Regions from separate parts of the Mus musculus genome. Here region 2 is linked to region 1. A link is a contact called in public HiChIP or PLAC-seq data. All regions are on one chromosome and are shown on one strand. The core of a region is the stretch at or near the end of the contact, and the rest is flanking DNA. Distances in the headings are between cores, read along the strand shown.

Region 1 (2,700 bases), core at 158-2,657:
ATCCCATATTCCTTGATTGCTATAAAGATAGCCTATTCCCTGCAACTCTATGTCACTACATTCTATTCTCCAATAAGAAAGGATCAAGTTCTTGACTGGAATAAATAACATTTTTTCCTCCCTAATTATGTTTGATCATTCACACTTCATTTTGGGCATCTTCAGGGACTCTCCTGTAGAGCTGCTATTCTTTGTGAGATAGTCTACTCAGCATATGGCTCTACCAGAGTCACATCACACTTGATTGCAACAATCTCAGCATCTTTCAGTTGTCAACTTGTATGTTTACTGAATGGGATGATAACTATGTGTGTGTGTGTGTGTGTGTGTGTGTGTGTGTGTGTGTGTGTGTGTTTGTGTGTGTGTGTGAATGTACGTGTCCCAGACAGTCCCTACATCTTCTACAACAAGGATTTAGCCTGCAACATTATGTTTTAACAATTTTTTCATTATCTTTGTTGAATGACAAACTTGAGGCTCCAGGAGGAAAGTGGTCACCCAGTCCCCACAGGACACCTTCCCCCAACAGAGACTGGATAAGGCTTTTGTTTTCCTGGGATTATAAGGGATTCTCTCTAGTAGGAAGGAGAGAGCTTCAGGACTCCTCTCCTTGTGGCTACAAGTTCTTTGTTTTTCAGAATCAGGGAAATGCCCCAGGATTCCTTGCTCTGTTACCCTGGGAGACTATTGCTCAATCCTAGCAGCTGCTCTGGAGGAAAAGAAAAAGCAGACATTCTGAATGTATCATATGTACAGTGCAATGTTGAACTGAAGATTGCTAATGAGTATCGTATGTATAGTGCAGTGTTGAACTGAAGATTGCTAATGAGCAAGAACTCTTTTATTGTGCAGTCTACTTCCAGTGAGGTCTAGTTCTTAATTTTCAGTGGGCGTAGCAGGAAGTACTACTGTTTTTTTTTTTTTTTTTTTTTTTTTTTTTTTTTTTTAGTAAAACATATATATTACTAATACTGTTGCTATATAAAACAATATTTGGCCAAGATGGTTAAGATATGATTCATTCCTTGTTCACCAAGTTGCTAAATATTGTGTAGTGAGTGGAGTCACCATATGGCATAGCTGAGCTTCCTTGGGAGGCTGGGTACAATATTATGTTGGGTATAGAATTTGGAATTTCACATGTCTGTGGTGGAATGAATGTGAATGAAGACAACTGACTGCTAATTTCATTAAACCCTCCTGCAGGCTAAGATGCACACGGCAAATGGATATCTTGTCACCCTTGCATCCATCTCTGAGGTTGATTTCTCTCAGAAACTGATGGAGAGTGGGCAGTGCCACACATCTAGCCACAGATGCAATCTTTGAAGAGAAACGTGTGTGGGCAAGCACAGTGGCAGCTGGGAAAGTCTAAATGACTGAAGCCTGTGACTCAGATATCTTAAACTGCCTTAAAATTAATGAAGCTCTGTGGAATGACTCAGTTCATTCATGTCCTCAGCCCGCAGGCTCCAAAGCTTGCAGAAATGGCTGTGGTTCACAGCTCAGGAGAGCTGACTCCATAGAGGAAAGCGGGCCCACAATGGGAGAAGAGGCGCTTTCTGCGGTGCGTGTCTATCATCCTGGCTGGAGACACAGGTGAGCTGGTCCCCGGTCTTCTCAGGAGAGGCGTGCAGAACCCCGACCCCACCCCCAGGCTGACTTCTGATCCTTGTACATTTCAAAAGAGACCTTGAGTATTGAGGTTGTGTCAGTGTTCATATTCTGATTAGCCAGAATCTTACTAAGGACCAGCTTTCCTTCTGAGACTGACTCTCAGTCTGGAACCTAGGCTGGCCTGGATCTCATGTACAGGCAAGGCTGACTGCAAATTTGCAGCAAGCCACCATTCCCAGCTTCAGGTAAAGTTCAAGTATGAGATGCATGCCTCCTAGTCACAGAAAACGAGTAAGGGAAATTAAGATACTTGTAAGACTTGGTTTTCTTCTTGTTTAAGGCTCTTAGGCCCAGCCGGGCATGGTGGCACACGCCTTTAAATTCCAGCACTCGGGAAGCAAGGCCAGCCTGGTCTACAAAGTGAGTTCCAGGACATCCAGGGCTACACAGAGAAACCCTGTCTCGAAAAACCAAAAACAAAAAAAGGATCTTAGGCCCAGTTAGAGAACTGCTGCATCCTTAGGGCTATTTTACCATGCTGAGCATGGCTGTGGTTCATAGTCAACACGGCTGGGTAGGACTGTTGGCTGTTTCTTTCCCTTGGCAGCTTGCATGGCGTTGTCTGGTACCATGAAAACTAGTTTCTAGGGAAAGGCATTTGGCTTAGTTCCAGCTCAGGTAACCCTGGGTCCTACATCTGAAGTGCATGATACCTTCAGCAATAGGGACTTACCTTACACCTCTGAGAGGCAACCAAGGCCAATAACAATAGGCTCTATGTTTTGGGAGTCTCTTAGACGTTCTCACCAACAATGCAAAGGAGGGCTTCACATGCCTGATGTTGAGGTAAAAACGTCATTACATGATCTTTGGGTCTCAGAGGGGTCGTTGTCAATCCAGATAAGGAAATTCCATTTAAATTGTATATGCATATCTATGCACAGAATTCTCAAAATAAATAAATAAATAAAGGAAGTAATAAAAAATAAGACAAACAAAAAAGACACCTGAAGGTCAATAAAAGCAGCAGGCCTTAACCTCACAGTCTAAATGTCAAAAAGAAAACAGGGTCACTGAAGCCCA
Region 2 (2,700 bases), core at 197-2,696, 170 kb after region 1:
TTTACTCAGACAAAGGCAGCTGTGGTCAAGAGCCCTGGTAGACAACTGAACAGTGAGTGAATAAGAGAGTGCACTCAGTCTTGGAAACACATCCTATAGAAGATTTTTTTTTCCACTTAGTTTCTACAACCCATCACATGTGATATGAACTGTGAAGACCCTATATGTCAACAGGACACTGATTCTCTCTTGGAATCTCAGCACTTGGAAGATCAAGGAGGATGGGTCATGAGTTCAAGGCCAGCTTGGGCTGGACAGTGAGATTTTGTGTCAAAGGTAAGTAATAATCTCACTTCCCAGTAGCTTCGCATAGAAAACCTTTCCCCTTGTGGCAATTTGCCCGTAATACAGACAAATTTAGTACATGATTCACCCCCAGCCCTCCTAGGAGATTAATTCTGGCAAAGTTTCCTATGTTGGTTAGTTTTAATTGTCAACTTGACACAACTTAGAATTATCTGGGGAGACAGTCTTCATGAGCAATTGTATAGATCAGGTTGGACTCTAGGCACATCTGTAGGGGGTCTTGGCTGCTAATTGATATAGAAAGACCCACTCTGGATGTGGGTGACATCATTTCATAGGCTGGACCCTGCACTGTGTGACAGTAAAGAAAGTAGCAGCTGACCATACAAAAGCAAGCTCTTGACTACACGTGGTGGGGCCAGCCAACTAATATGCCTGCTTCCATGATTACTTTGAAATTACTGAACATAACCTGAAATTGTAAATTAAAATAAAACTCTTCTTTCTCTAAGTTGCTTTTAGTCAGGGAACATTATCACAGTGACAGAAATAAAACTAGAATACCCCCTTTACAGGGTTAGACATGAAAAAGAGGCTAAGATTATTGCTCGCTCTCTCACTGATTCAGGCTTTGGAGTTGATCGTTCCATTTTGTCAAGGAGACTGGACAGAAAGGAAAGAGGCAACAACTTGAGAGCATGTCTTTTCAATTGTTTGCGAGCAGTGTGGAAGGAAAAGATCTTGCCACAGTGAGTTGGAGGTTTAGCAATGAATCTTTGAGGCTGAATGTCCTGTGGTTTGGTGGTGTGATTTTTTTTTTCAGTTCTTCAGTTGTAGCCCTGGGATCTGGCATCTCTGCCCTAGAACATTCTTCTCAATAACATGGGTCTATGCTATTCAAAGCATACTTCTAAGATACCTAACAAATGTCTCTGGGCCTTAGCACCATTAGCTGTGTGGCGAGTGAGGTCCGAATCAGTAGACTTAAATGCCATTCCCACCTTGGTGAGCGTCCCTCTATGAATTCAACTCTGTGTGCCTGCATGTGTCCCAGTGCCCTCTGGTTTCTTGATGGATGTCACAAGAGAAATTCTCTCACTATAGCGGAGGGAGGATCCTTGCTTGACGTGTTACCCTTCAAAGTTGTTTCCAAGCCAAAGATTTTTGAGATGACTTTGTGGCGAGGAAGACCATGAGTCATGCTGAGCTTACTAATTCTATTTCTGGAAACCGTGGGAGGTGGTGTGATGTTGTGGAGAACAACAGAGCACTGCAGACACCCTGGTCTGGGATTGGATCTTGATTGAAGCTCACCAGCCTTGTGGGACTGAAGTAGTACTCTGACTCTGGACCTCACTCCCTTTCCCTGTGAAATGGGTTGTTGAGTTGTTAAAAAGACTCATAATACAGCATCAGGACACTATATGCTACATGGACAGGACAGAACATACCTTCTGGAACATACTGCCAGGAAGTATAATAGTCTTGAAGCTTCACAGACACTGAAGGTGTAGGACACCATATTGTTTTCAACTTCAGTGTTGCCTTCTAGTAACACTGTAAGAACGTAATTATATACTCTCCTTAATGGTCAAAGATACCCAATACATTATCCAGAAAATAATTGTTTCAATTATACCATTTAACCCTCATTCTCTCACATCTAACATAGAAATAATAACAGCTTCATTGTTTGCTGAAGTTAAAAGAAATTGTAAGTAAACTTGTTGAATTTGAATAGGGTTTAAATGCATCTATCCTTTTAGAGATCGGATAGGTGCTGTGTGATGACTCTGCTGTATGCCACATGAGCTCTGTCTATAAAAATGCTAACTAGTATGTATTGAATTCTTCTGTGGTCCAGGGGTTAACAAGATATTCTATACATTTTTCAAAGCAACATCCTGAGAAGGCTCCATTGCTTTAATTTTGAAAATGAGGAATGTGTTCTTTAGATAGTTAAAGGAACCTTCCCAATTCCCCTGGATACCATTCTGGGTCTCCAGCCACAAAGTCTGTGACTTCCCCAATACATGAGCCTTGGCTCTTGTTCTTCATTACTGCATAGACAGCCATGCAGGACTCCTGTCCTTGGGAAGAACATCGTGATTGGATAGAAAGGTCTTGAGGCTGATTCTTTCCGTTGGGGTGGAGATGTAGTACCTGCCCAGGCTGAGCTTCCCCTAAAGTCAGTCACAGAGCTAGAGATGGAGAATTGGGCATTAAATTCCTTTTGTCTTAATGCAATACCTAACAGGAAGGAGAGGAGGAAAGCACATCATGGCCAAACAAGAGGAGTGGCATTTCCAGAGCAGAACAAGTTTGAAAAGAGAATCCCAAGCCCTACAAAACCAAAGAAAGTTTTTGATATAAAGCAAACCATGGCTGCCATGCTATATTTGCCCCTGCATATGTGAAACCACCATTTACAGAGGACAGTTAAAATATTTCCAA

What was found. HiChIP or PLAC-seq counts read pairs in DNA pulled down with a chosen protein or histone mark.
Region 2: a contact with region 1 is called in an H3K27ac HiChIP or PLAC-seq map of embryonic fibroblasts, with 27 read pairs. The contact joins two enhancer-like sites. A contact is called at or near these places in 14 of 39 promoter capture datasets (the 3T3-L1 cell line, 3T3-L1-derived adipocytes, the C10 cell line and 9 more), 1 of 15 datasets of contacts at CTCF or cohesin (CD8 T cells), 18 of 484 Hi-C or Micro-C datasets (B cells, the C10 cell line, the C2C12 cell line and 11 more) and 5 of 115 datasets of contacts at active chromatin or transcription factors (CD8 T cells, double positive thymocytes, effector CD8 T cells and 2 more).

Annotation. Positions count from the first base shown.
Region 1 is chr12:15,831,439-15,834,138 of GRCm38.p6, forward strand. Gm5432 (a long non-coding RNA gene) reads left to right here. Exons shown (of 3, transcript XR_001780551.2): 2 at 1,207-1,599. Among named protein-coding and RNA genes, the nearest start is that of Gm5432, 16 kb to the left of the region's middle. Within about 2 kb of position 1,408, at least 46 of the 459 cell types and tissues checked have an H3K27ac peak or open chromatin away from gene starts, as enhancers often do. A contact at or near this core is called in the C2C12 cell line and embryonic fibroblasts, where this site is marked.
Region 2 is chr12:16,005,440-16,008,139 of GRCm38.p6, forward strand. Gm36235 (a long non-coding RNA gene) reads right to left here. Exons shown (of 8, transcript XR_872507.1): 2 at 1,698-1,803; 3 at 1-45. Among named protein-coding and RNA genes, the nearest start is that of Gm36235, 8.7 kb to the right of the region's middle. Within about 2 kb of position 1,447, at least 73 of the 459 cell types and tissues checked have an H3K27ac peak or open chromatin away from gene starts, as enhancers often do. A contact at or near this core is called in the C2C12 cell line and embryonic fibroblasts, where this site is marked.